Regions from separate parts of the Mus musculus genome. Here region 1 is linked to region 2. Evidence: chromatin contacts called from public promoter capture Hi-C data. All regions are on one chromosome and are shown on one strand. Each heading gives the region's core, a stretch centred on a gene start, on an enhancer-like site or on the middle of the called end of the contact. The rest is flanking DNA. Distances are from core to core; before and after follow the strand shown. Region 1 overlaps Casp9 (caspase 9). Region 2 overlaps Zbtb17 (zinc finger and BTB domain containing 17).

Region 1 (6,766 bases), core at 1,679-4,178, 350 kb after region 2:
CCCAACATGCACATGGGCACCCATATGCACACGCACACAAGAACAACAGTAAGATAACTGCTGCGCTGTGTTTCTGCTTCAGAGGGTATGGAGGATCAGAAGGCTTGCCTTGGATTTCTAGGCAAGCCTGGGAATCAGCATTTTGTACAGGTCTATGGATGACGCTGGCACTGGTGGCATGGAAAGAGTCAGTCTAGTCACAGCTGACCTGTGCTCCCAGGCTCCCTGGCTCCCATAGTTAAGTGAGTCTGGGTCCCTTGGAATAGGTGCTGACCCGTCTACTCCATCTTGGTTAATCTGATGTCCCGGGCCTTCTGACTGGTCCTCCCCACACAGAGCCTTGGGACAGGCCTCTAGATTTCTACTTAGAGCCTTTTGTAACTGATGTGTTTGTAACCAAGGTGCCTTGTCCCCTAGGCCAGCCACCTCCAGTTCCCGGGTGCTGTCTATGGGACAGATGGATGCTCCGTGTCCATTGAGAAAATTGTGAATATCTTCAACGGGAGCGGCTGCCCCAGCCTGGGAGGGAAGCCCAAGCTCTTCTTCATCCAGGCCTGCGGTGGTGGTGAGTGGCCTGGAGCCCGCTGGGAGTAGGGCTTGCAGGAAACCAGGATAACCCCACGTTAGCCCCTCACTGGGTCAGTGGGCTTCTCTACACATCTCTGGTATCCATACAGCAGGACTCACTCCTTGCCACCACAGGCCCAGCACCATCAGACAGTTGGGTACTGTGACATCAGTGGTTAGTATAATCCTGATCACTTCAGTCCTAGAATTTCAGTAAAAAACTGCAGGGCAGGGGAGACCACTCCATCTGTAAGGTGCTCGCCATGAAAGCGTGGAGCTCTTGAGTCTGAGCCAGGCACCATGGTGCCCACCTGTAATCCCACGGCTAGGCAGGTAGAGGTAATGGTCCCCAAAATGCATGTGCACACATGTGCACTCGCACACATGCTAACATTAACACACACACACACACACACACACACACACACACACACACACACACACTCAGAGCAAAGGAGAGCGTAAAACGACTCTTCAGTTTGCCTTGGCACCTTCCCCTGACCTCTGACATTTAGTTAAGACCCCATTTCTACTGTCCCAGGGAAAGTGCACTGAGTGTCGAGGAGAAACTAAAGAATTTAACTCTTGGAACTCCCAGGAGCCCAAGGATCTGAGGGACATTGAGGTTTTGCTCTATGCTTGGTGGTGTAATGTGTTTTCTGTCACTAGAACTGAATACCACGGGCTCGGGAATACATAAGGGAAGGAGGTTTACCACCTCACCATCTAGAAACTGAAAATACAAAATCATGGTGCTGGCTCCAGTGAGGGCTTCTCGAATTCTTGTCGGATTTCAATGTGGTGGACAGCTTCAAGTGTTAGCTGCTCTTCTTGCCACCACCTCCTGCTACCACCTCCTCCCTCCTTCTCCCCTCCTTCTCAATGACTTCTAAGAGACATCACCTTTGAATTTGAACTTCTGTACTTACAAGATCACTGTAAATAGCCATGCCTGGGTAACACCTTTATTTCATACCTCTGACTTGCAAGGGTGTGGTCAAGATGTGGTGATGGACATATTATTATTATCATTATTATTAGTATTATTATTATTATTAATTTACATTCCAAGTATTGCCCTACAAAGACTTATTTCCTTTGCATATGTGAGTGCTCTATCTGCATGTACACTTGCATACCAGAAGAGGCTTCTGATCCCAGTTTAGATGGTTGTGAAGCAACATGTGGTTGCTGGCTGGGAATTGAACTCAGGACCTCTGGAAGAACAGTGTTCTTACACACTGAGCCATTTCTCCAGCCCACACATTTAATCCCAGCACACAGAAGGTAGAGACTGGTGGACCTCTGTGAGTTCAGTGCCAGCCTACTCTTCATAGTGAATTTCAGGCCAACTAGAGCTGTACAGTAAGACCCTATGGCTTAGTTAGGGTTTCACTGCTGAGAAGAGACTCATGGCAAAGGCAGCTTTCATAAGGGACAACAGTTAACTGGGGCAGGCTTACAGGTCCTCAGGTTCAGTCCATTAACATCATAGCAGGAAGCATGGCATCGTCCAGGCAGATATGGTGCTGGAGACAGATATGGAGCTGAGGGCTCTGCATTTTGATCCAACTGCAGCCAGAAGAGACTCTCAGGCAGCTAGGAGGAGGGTCTCTTACATACCCGGCAGAGCTTCAAAGCCCACCCCCACAATTATGCACTTCATCCAGCAAAGCCACACCTGCTCTAACATCTCCTAATAGTGCCACTTCCCACAGGCCAGGTATATTCACCACAGCCTATCTCAAAAATAAATGAATAAATAATTAAATGCCCATCTCAAAATAAATAAATAAGGTGCATGCCTTTGATCTTAGCACTTTGGAGGCAGGGGCAGGCAGGTCTCTGAGTTTGAGGCCAGCCTGGTCTACAGAAGTTCTAGGACAGCCAAGGCTACACAGAGAAACTGCCTTGAAAACCCCAAACCAACACAAATCAAGCCAAAACCAGAAGACAAAACAACCCTGATATCCCACATACTCCCTCTCCAGTACTCCCAGGGATCAGGGGTGCCCCGCATGTCCCCCTTGTTCAGTGCTGTTATCTCTCATACTGACCTTAGGGAGAAAGCGGCTGTACCCCTACAGCCATGGAGATGTCCTCTTGTTCACCCAATTTCTGCTCTGAGATGATGCTCCAACCCCAAACCCTGAAAGTCGAAGAGGGAACAAGAAACAGAGCTGAGTAGGTGCCAGCTCCCAGGACGGGGCTGCATGCTTGTCACCTCACCCAGTCTCCCCACCCCCAAACCCCACCCTGTTTTCATAAGCCAGTAGGATTTTGGTCCCACACACATGAACAGGGCTACTCTTTAGACTTCTTGGCAAGGTCATCAAAGCCTTTGATGACCTGGACCCTGCCGCTGTGCCTGCCCTCGCTTTCCTCAGCACAGCCTTCTCAAAGCGCCCAGTGTGTTCACCTGCTGAGCCACCTCTGTAGCTCCCAATTCTTCCTGTCCCCCTGCTTACAATTTATTGCCATTGCCTCCAGGAAGTCTTGCCCAGTGCTCCCTTCCTTGACAAGGCTAATCCCAGCATTTGGGAAGCAGAAGCAGAAGGGTCTCTGTGAGTTCCAGGCTCCGTAGTCTTCATAGTGAGTCCCAGGACAGCCAGAGCTATCGAGAGAGACCAAACAATAGTTTCAGGCTAACCTGGGCTACATGAGATCCTGTCTACCCTCCAAAATTGTTCCCTCTTGTGGAATTTGTCTAGCTTTGTCTTAACCAGGAAGTACGGCCTGCTGTTTAATGGTGTTGCCACATGGTGGTGCCATGTCACCTACGAACCTAAGCAGTGACATCTGCTCTCAGGCCTGGCTGGTATCCTGTACACACACATGCAGATGTCACAGGCAGATGCCAGCCCAGGATTTTGGTGGCTCTATTGTTGCTGTTTTCAATGTCACCATTTTCGTTTGAAGGGCAACACATTACCTACCCTTTGTTAAGTGGTGGCCTAGAACCAGGTTAGAAAACGGTCCCCCCAGAGCCAGCAATGGGTGTGGTGTTGTGTGTGTGTTACACAGTGTGACACTCTTGGCCAGAGCCCAGCATGGCTCAGACAGGTCCTGCTGTCAATCCTGGGGAGAGTCCTCTTCAGAATTTTAGAGTTTAGTCGGAGAAGGCAGAGAGCAGCCACAGTCAGCCACAGCCGCTAAGGGCTGGCATTGCTGAGGGGACGTTCTGCCTCCTGCTGTATGTTGTTACAGGGGACCAGACTTGCATGTAGACAGGTTTATCCTTATCTGTGGCTCGGCTTCACATGCAGTTTGCAGACAGAGGATGACACATGGATACACATGTGGCTAATGTCCTTCTCTGACTCGTTCTCCTGCTTTCTTGTGTCACTTCCCAACAGTGGCCATTTAGGTGATAACGGCCTTCAGCTCACACTAGTCAGGGCTCTCTGTAGAGGGCCTTGGGCCACGTTGCGCTATTTTCATAGGAAATAGTGGGTTTAAGAGGTGTACACATTGACACAGATTCTGTTAGCTGTGACGTGTGTATGTGTCCACACACACACTACATAAAACTTAGCATGTATGTTCACACGTGTGCATCTTTGTGGAGTCATTTCTCTCCTTCCTCCCCGTAGGATCCAGGCTTCTGCCTGTGCTACTGTGTCCCATTTTGTCAGTGCCCTCCTATTCGGCATAGTTTGGAGTCTCTGTTTCAGGGTACCATCAAATAATTGGGGTAGCTCGAAAAGTCCAGATGGTTGGGCCTGTTAGCAGAGACTTGTAATCTCAGCTCATGAGGAAGACAAGACATGGTGATCAAAGGTCAAAGCCAGGGTCTGGAGAGATCCATCAGTGGCTAAAGTGCATACTGCTGTAGAGGACCCTGGTCAGTCCCCAGCACCAGTGTTGGGCAGCTTTCTGTTCCCTGTACACACTTTGGGCAGCTTGACGCGAGATCTGACACCCTCTTCTGGCCACTGTGGGTAACTATACTCATGTGCACACACAATTAAACATAAATACTGTATTTATGCCTTTTATCCCAGCACTTGGGAGGCAGAGGCAGGTGGATCTCTTGTGAGTTTGAGGCCAGCCTGGTCTACATAGTGAATTCCAGGCTAGGCAGAGCTGCATAAGTGAGACCCTGTCTCAAAACAAGTGTGCTCCGTTGGTTCTATCTGTTTATGTTCCCTTCCTGTATTGGCACAGTTCACATGCGAAGCCTTCCGGTCTAGGCTTTTCCCTTTTCAGGAGAATCACCATGTGCCGCAGTGACATTAGTGATGTTGGGTGACTGTTCTTTTTGCTTCCTGCAGAGCAGAAAGACCATGGCTTTGAGGTGGCCTGCACTTCCTCTCAAGGCAGGACCTTGGACAGTGACTCTGAGCCAGATGCTGTCCCCTATCAGGAAGGCCCAAGGCCCTTGGACCAGCTGGATGCTGTGTCAAGTTTGCCTACCCCCAGTGACATCCTTGTGTCCTACTCCACCTTCCCAGGTGAGCTCACGCGTGCATCGCCCCCAACCCAGGGCAGCTCTGCCCTGAGGTCTTGTTTCTGCCAGGCTCAGCCTAGGGGGCCCTCACAGCTCCTTCACCTCTCCATGGCCCCCACTTAGGTGAATAGGGCTTCAGATTGGCATGCAGATTAAGAGCAGTATTTGAGGTTGTCCTGTAGACTATCCTGCGGAAGGGGCTGGCACTTCCCTCAGAGCAGGGGCTGGCACTCGTTGGTAGGGTGCATCCTTCAACCTTCTTGCGACCCCTGACTTCTCAGAACCTTGATTTCCATGCTGAGAAAAGGAGAGGCACAACCAGACACGTGGGGTTGAAGGTGAAGGGATAGCGGGGAGCCAAGGAGCTAGGGCCACCCTCACCCCGTGCCAGTGAGCCACAGTCTGGCTCTGGCCGCAGCCTGCCCACTCTGCCAACGACTGCGCCGCCCCTCTGCTCGGCGGCAGGGTTCAGCCTTTCTCCTCTTCCGGTAGGTTTTGTCTCCTGGAGGGACAAGAAAAGTGGCTCCTGGTACATCGAGACCTTGGATGGCATTCTGGAGCAGTGGGCTCGCTCTGAAGACCTGCAGTCCCTCCTTCTCAGGGTGAGCACTTCTTCCTGAGGGCAGAGAGGCCTGGAGAACACGGCAGCAGGCCCTAGCCAGATTCAAAGGCTGATGGGCTCTGACAGAGAATCAGGGAGTGTTTTGCCTCTCAAATGAGGAATGCAACCATGGTGATGACATTGGTCTTGTTTGCAAAGTGCCATCTTCCCCTGCCTACTTAGAGACAGACACCCAGGTCCCAGATGAGAGTGGTCTTAAGTTCTGGGTGGGGTGGCTCAAAAGCTTGGTTGCCTGGACACCGTGACAGTCCCCATCATGCTCTCTTTTTATAGGGTCTCTTGTAGCCCCGGCTGGCCTAGAACTTGCTGTTTAGTGGGCAATGAACTTGAACTTTTTGATTCTCCTACCTCTACTTCCTGGGTGCTGGGATTACAGGTGTTGCCAACACAGCCAATTTATGCGGTGCTAGGGGCCTGTGGAGCTACATCCCCCAAGCCCATGTCATCGACTCCTGACCTTCAAGTATTGTGATTCTGTCTAGTGTGTGCCCTTCCTGCAGACCTCAGTGAGAATGAATAGTGAGGGGTATAACAGCCCCTCCCGCTTCAGGGCATTATAGCCCCTCCTTCTTCAGGTCTTAACAGCCCCTCTTTAGGGCACAGCAGACCTCCCCCTTTCAGAGCATAACAGCCCCTCTTACTTTAGTCCATAGCAGCCCCTCCCTCTTCAGGGCATAGCAGCCCCTCCCCTTCCCCAGCATTTGCTCCCCATTGGGACCCTGAGAATTTCCACTGCTTTGCTCAGATACACACTGTGGGGCTATAGGGGTCATTTCTGGTCCTGAGACGGGACCTTAAAGGGCCAAGAAAGACACATGTGCTCTTTGGGTCATTGTCTCCCATGTTTCTTGCCCCATCAACCTTTCAGTCCAATTAGAACTGTGGATTTATGTATCAGAAAACTTGACCAGGTGGTGGTGGTACACTCCTTTAATCCCAGCACTTTGGAGTCAGAAGCAGGAAGAGCTCCGAGTCTGAGGCCAGCCTGGTCTACAGAGCGACTTCCAGGTCAGCCAGGGCTACACAGAGAAACCCTGTCTCAAAATCAAACAACCAAGCCCAAAACCAAACCAAACCTTGAATTTTCCCTTCTTTTACAGTAGCTAATGGGTTTATTCTGTAATCCA
Region 2 (6,366 bases), core at 1,524-4,023:
TAGAAGGGACCTTGGCACTCAATCTTATGTAGAACAAAAGCCCAGGAAAAGTCTGCACTTGAAGAAGGCGTGTCACACTGAGGGCCACCAGGTGTTACTCTGCTCTTTTTTCTTTGGAGATGAGGTTGCGAGGTCTGACCTGGCCTTGAGTTCCTGACTGTCCAGCCTTCCCTACCACGTGCTGAGAGTGCAGTGTGCGGGACACATGTGTCAGCACATGTTAGTTATATGTAATGATTTCATTCCTCACCTCATACATGTGCACACTGTGTCTCATCATGTCCCCTCCCTCTTTCCCTCCCCTTCTTCCTAGCACCTAGTCCTCTGCTTTTATACCCCTCCCCCCATTTCATACCTGCTCCTTCCCTCTCCCCCCTCCTCTTTAACCCAGTGAGTGTAATTAAGGTTGCTTACAGGAACACGGGTGAGGAGTTATTTACAGGGACCATTAGTGTCTTATGACCCTCAGAGGGCTGGCACCTCACAAGCCCCTCCTCTCTCCATCGCAGGATGTTGATGGGTCCGGTGGTCACAGCTTTGTGAGCACAGGAGTGCCAGGGCCGTGTCATGATCCATAGCCCTCACCCTCCTCAGGCTCTTACATCCCTTCTGTCCTCCCCTCCCACGAAGGGTGATGCAGGTACCCAGCTGTGGCTGACTTTCCTCACGTGCACACATTAGGAGTCGCTCCAAAGAACCTTCTCTGACGGCGGCAGCGGTCTCTGGGCAGTAGCATAGGTATTTGGAAGGGAATTTAGTGCCATGTCTAATCCACGTAGTAAAGTGGCGGCAGCGGCTTCCCTCTGACCTCTCCAGCCCCAAGCTTCTGACCAGGATTCCAGCACCAAGCGTGAGTTCCCTCCTGGGAAGCATCTCAGCCACTCAGGAAGCTTTTGGTTACCCATAATAGACTCGCACTGGTACGGCAGTGGGCCCTTCTTGCTGCTCAGTGAGGAGTGTGTTCCTTAGGGACGTTCCAGAGCTGAGCACGGCCAGCCAGGGCTGACTGCTCTCCCCAGGAGTCTCCCAGGAGTCCCCAGGAGCACCTTCTGACTCCACGAGGGTGGGCTAGCCAGCAGGGAGGAGGCTTCTGTCTCAGTCCAGCTTGGCTTCTCCTGTCCTGCAGCCAGAGCATGTGTGATCTTCATCAATAGCATCATGCCATCAAGCTTGGCTGGGCCGTCACAGCAGTAGCACTCGCTCGTGTGTGTGTGTGTGTGTGTGTGTGTGTGTGTGTGTGTGTGTGTGTGTGTGTGTGTGATGGAATACCATTCAGCTCTAAAGGAAAATGAGATCATAGACTACAGGTGACAGTTGGTGTCCTTTCTCTGTGGGATGGCCATGCTGTGTCTTTTCTCAGTGAAGCCTCTTTGCTTGTGCAAGTCATGTGATTTTTAGAAAGGGGGTGGTGGCATCCCATTAAATCTCAAGCACTGAGGCCTCATGTTGTATCTGGTAGAAGAGGTGAGCCCCTGGGTAGTGGGCTCCTCCCTGGTCTCCGGCCGTCACTGCTCCAGCGTGGCTTTATGTATTTTAGTATCATAATGCTAGAGCCCAAGAGCAGCTGTATGAAGTAGAAGCCTTCATTGTTATCCCTGGTTTACAGAAAAGAATGGAGTTTAGAGATGTGTATGCTGCTGCCCAAGGACCAGCTCTGTTTAATTACAAGCCTTGAGCTGCAGCTAAGCCCAGGAGCTGTGGCTCCAGCAATGGCAGGCTCTTCACAATATCAGGGCTTCATCTGTACCTGATGCTGAGGGTCCATTACTCTGGGGACATCTTCTTTAGGGATTTCTGCTCCCAGAATCTAACGGAGTATCGCATCCTTTGTGATTTGAGACAGGGTTTCTCTGTGTAGCCTTGGCTGTCCTGGAACTCACTTTGTAGACCAGGATGGCCTCGAACTCAGAAATCTGCCTGCCTCTGCCTCTCAAGTACTTTTTTTTTTTTTTTTTTCTATTGAGAAATTTTTAGTCACCAGGTCTTACAGAAAGTAGGAAATGTTTTTTGTTGTAATTTTGACACAGAGCCTCCCAGGATAGCTCAGGCTGGCCTTGAACTAACGTCACTGCTCTGCCCTGTGCCTTCTGGTGCTCAGGTTTTACAGGTGTCTTCTACACCAGCCTTGTGGTACCAACCCCTGGTGAGTGTCGGGACACACCCTTAATACCTTAAAGGTTTTGTGATAGAAAAGGTCTCTGACTGCGGAAATACCCAGACTAGTCCACCCCCTTCTTCTGTAACTTCCTCTGTTTTCCTCTTTAAGTGGTAAGACAGCAAGGTTTTGGGCAAGTGTCCCCGTGAGCTCCTTTTGAGAGGAGGGCCTTCACTGTTTTTTCTTCTTCTCTGGAGCCCTGCAGGATGTGGGTGTCTCTCAGAGCATGATTCAGTCACACTGTGACTCAGCAGCGAAGTGCTCAGGACCGTGCTGAACAAGGCAGGGGCCTCGAGCCCCTCAAGGGAGAGGTGCTTCCCTGTTCTGAGGTGGTCTGTGGAGGGCCGGAGACTAAGCTCTTCCAGTGTCAGCAGGGGGCTGTTAACAGTTTTTCAGGTTCCAGCCATTCTGTTGAAAACTTTGTCATGTCAGCTTTATTTATTTATAAGGCAGGGCCTCTGACAGCCCAGGCTTGCCTCAGACTCTGTAGTGAGGATTTTGGGAATGACCTGACACTGGGGTTTGTACAGTGCTGGGGATTGAACCCAGAGCTTTGCACATGCTACAGAAGCACTCTGCCAGCCGACCGAGGCAGCTGCAGCCATCAGTTGGCAGGCTCTGGTCTGCTGGCTGTTCGTGGCCTGTGGAGGATAAGCCGTGCCCCAACTTGGCTGGCACAGCCCAGTCTGTCCCTGCACGTTCGCTTCCTGACACTCTTCCCTCGTTCTTTTCTTTTTTAAAAAATACATTTATATGTTTGTGTGCGTGTGTGTGTGCGTGTGTGTGTGTGTGTGTGTGTGCGTATGTATGTATGTGTGTCCGTGTGTGTGCTATAATGTACATGTAGGGTTCAGAGAATAATTGGCTGGGGTTGGTTCGGTCGGGCCATGTGTACTGTGGGGGGTGAAACTCAGGTCACCAGGCTGACAGAAGCGCCCTTAGCCCCTAGCCATATGCTGGCCTGCTTCTTGTTTTATCCACTGTCCCCTCCTTTAGTACTTGCAGTTGCCTGACAAGGTTGTGATTTTCCATGGGCTCTTGTTTCTCCTCTCCTCAGGGAATATGCCCCCATGCCAGCTTCTCATGACAGAACTTGTGTGCCCTCCTCTGCTTCCCCCAACCGCTTCTCCCCTTCACAGCCCACTGCTGCGGCAACAGCTAATTACGTCAGCTCCTACATAAGCTGCTGTTTGTTTTCTCAAGACAGTCTCTCTGTGTAGCCCTGACTGTTCCTGTAGACCTGTCTGTAGACTAGGCTGGCCTCTCTTAACTGGAGCATGGCTGCCAGCTTGCAGACCACCAAATCTATGGTCCTCTCTGCAGTGGCTGCTGGCTTTCTTGCTCCCTGACTTGTCCTTCAGCTGCTGCCTGGCCCTTTCAGAGTATTGCCAGTCAGTTTTCAGTTCTCCCAAGGCTTTTAAAGAAAAGTGTCTTTAGAAGAATCTTGGGTGTACCTTAATGGGTAAAATGGTTACCATGCACGAAACTTTGAAAGAAAGGGCATTGCCATCTGCCCATGGCGCCATACTGGTTCCTGGGTCTTGGGTTTGCAGTGGTGCAGCTTCCTCTTGCACCTTCTTCCAGGTCTTTGTTTAAATTCTCCCTCCTCAGAGAGGTCCTCCTCATTCCTCTGACTGGCAGATAGTTCTACCCGACTCTGCACAGCATTGATACCGCCTTACATGTGGCATCATTGCTGGTTAATCTCCGTCCTCGAGCGGAGGCTCAAAGCTACAGTGCTTCCCTCAGGTGAGCGCAGAGAGGAGCATGAAGCCACCTGCTCTTTGTTCTCCGTGCCCAGGCTGCTTTATGAGCTGCGGGGTCACCAGTTGATAGCTACAGGCGCCCGTTAGGGAGCTGGGCTGCCCTACTGATCTTTGCCCATCCAAGTTCACAGATTGTTTCTCAAATACTTATCTTGCTCTTAGTTGTGTTCTGCATTGCTGTAACAGAGTACCTTGGGCTGGGCAGATTAAACAGGCGTAGTTCTTGTAGTTCTAGAGGTTGGGACAAACAGTATGAGGATGCTGGTCTCTGCTTGTCAGATGGGAAGACTAGGAGGCCAAGATCATCCTTGGCTCCATCACAAGTTCAAAGCCAGCCTGAACTCATGTGACTTGTGTCTCAAGAAATGAAAGTGAACAAAAGGCCAGCGCCTGCTCTGCTCTCTCTTGATGGCTGTGAGGACGAGTGAGACCCCCCAGTAGACAGCCTGCCCTGGTGGCACCCAGCTGCTGTCCCAGCAGTGGGAGGTGCAGGAGGAGGGCTGTGAGGTCAGGGTTAGTCTGTGTTGCACAGTGAGTCTGAGCCGCTATTTTTTTTTTAAAAAGATTTATTTATTTATTGTAAGTACATTGTAGCTGTCTTCAGACACTCCAGAAGAGGGAGTCAGATCTCGTTAAGGATGGTTGTAAGCCACCATGTGGTTGCTGGGATTTGAACTCTGGACCTTCGGAAGAGCAGTCGGGTGCTCTTACCCACTGAGCCATCTCACCAGCCCGCTATTTTTTTTTTTAAAGATGATTTATTTATTTATTTCATGTATGTGAGTGCACTGTCACTATCTCAGACACATCGGAAGAGGGCATCAGATCCCATTACAGATGGTTGTGAGCCACCATGTGGTTGCTGGGAATTGAACTCAGGACCTCTTGAAGAACAGTCAATGCTCTCAACCGCCGAGCCATCTCTCCAGTCCCTGAGCCGCTATTTTATGTATATGAGTACACTGTAGCTGTACTGATAGTTGTGAGCCATCTTGTGGTTGCTGGGAATTGAATTCAGGACCTCTGCTTGCTCGGGCCCAAAGATCTATTTATTATTCTATGTAAGTACACTGTAGCTGTCTTCAGACACACCAGAAGAGGGCGTCAGATCTCATTACCATGTGGTTGCTGGGATTTGAACTCAGGACCTTTGGAAGAACAGTCAGTGCTCTTAACCACTGAGCCATCTCTCCAGCCCGGAATTTGCTTTTTTTTGTTTTTTGTTTTTTTGTTTTTTCGAGACAGGGTTTCTCTGTATATCCCTGGCTGTCCTGGAACTCAGTTTGTAGATAGACCAGGCTGGCCTCGAACTCAGAAATCCGCCTGCCTCTGCCTCCCGAGTGCTGGGATTAAAGGCGTGTGCCACCACGCCAGGCCGGAATTTGCTTTTTATAATTACAGAAAACACTACGGATTCAGGACTGGTAAACTTCATTCGGTCAGGGTAGCACTGTCAGTAGAGGGTGATGTGTTGGGAGGTGGAGTTCCAAGCCGGCCTGGAAGTTTCTATAAAGCTCCGTGTGCTTAGACGAGGAGACTGGGGTCCGGCACTTAGAGCCCTGGGTTTGATCCTAGCACTGTCTCCCCTCATTCACTGAAGAAGGGTTATCTTTCTAGATGGATTGTGTGTGTGTGTGTGTGTGTGTGTGTGTGTGTGTGTGTGTACACATACATCTGTATATCGAGAAAACCTGCTAAAAATGGGAGAAACTGTCTCAATACAAGGTGAGCATTTGCTGGACACTGTGGAGCACTGTGGTAGCAGGCGGATTGCTGATAGTTATTCTCTGCCAGGTTATACATGCAGAGACAGGTTGGTAGTGGGGCTGGGTGCATAGCTTTCAACCTCCCAAGGAGGCCTTTGTGAACTTCTGCTTCCTTGGTCTGAGTGTACTTATATCTGTTGAGCCACTTGTCCTTCTGGATGATCAGGAAAGGTGAGCTGCACATGGTAGTGACCTCTCTGTGTGGAAGCTGGAACTGGCCAGTCTGTGGGGAGCCAGCGAGGCTCAGTGTGTGACTGAGGGAGATTGCTTTCTGTCCAGGGGTGTGGCGCCACCCCTCACGCTAGACCGGGCCTGCCAGTGACTTGGATCAGGTTTCAGGGTTTGACAGGCAGGCCGTGTGACTTTGGGAGGGAGCTCTGTATCCCCTAACCTGGTGCTTCAGCCAGACAGTTGGCCTCATGGACCAGTGTGGCCTCAGGTTTTAACCGTGCAGTCAGTCTGTGTAAAGTGCCTGTCAGCAGAGACCGTTTACCCCTCCTCAATCGGTGCTCTGTTTAGCATGCTCTCCCTTTGTCTCACCACTGCTGGAATTGTGTTACAGGCATTTTCCAGATTGTGTTTAAAAGGGGTGATGGGTTATGATTGGTGGGTCTAGTCACCCAGAGTGCTCAAGTAAACAGATGTAGGGACCATGCGATACAGGGACTAAAAAAGAGTA

What was found. Capture Hi-C pulls out chosen DNA fragments and counts their contacts.
Region 1: a promoter capture Hi-C map of liver shows a contact between it and region 2. The contact joins two enhancer-like sites. A contact is called at or near these places in 3 of 9 other capture datasets (embryonic stem cells, liver and pancreatic islet).

What each region holds. Positions count from the first base shown.
Region 1 is chr4:141,806,698-141,813,463 of GRCm38.p6, forward strand. Casp9 (caspase 9) reads left to right here. Exons shown (of 9, transcript NM_015733.5): 6 at 418-565; 7 at 4,842-5,021; 8 at 5,510-5,619. Among named protein-coding and RNA genes, the nearest start is that of Cela2a, 16 kb to the right of the region's middle. Within about 2 kb of position 2,929, at least 9 of the 459 cell types and tissues checked have an H3K27ac peak or open chromatin away from gene starts, as enhancers often do. A contact at or near this core is called in liver, where this site is marked.
Region 2 is chr4:141,452,453-141,458,818 of GRCm38.p6, forward strand. All of the region lies in intron 2 of Zbtb17 (zinc finger and BTB domain containing 17), which reads left to right. Among named protein-coding and RNA genes, the nearest start is that of Gm42337, 6.7 kb to the left of the region's middle. Within about 2 kb of position 2,774, at least 167 of the 459 cell types and tissues checked have an H3K27ac peak or open chromatin away from gene starts, as enhancers often do. A contact at or near this core is called in liver, where this site is marked.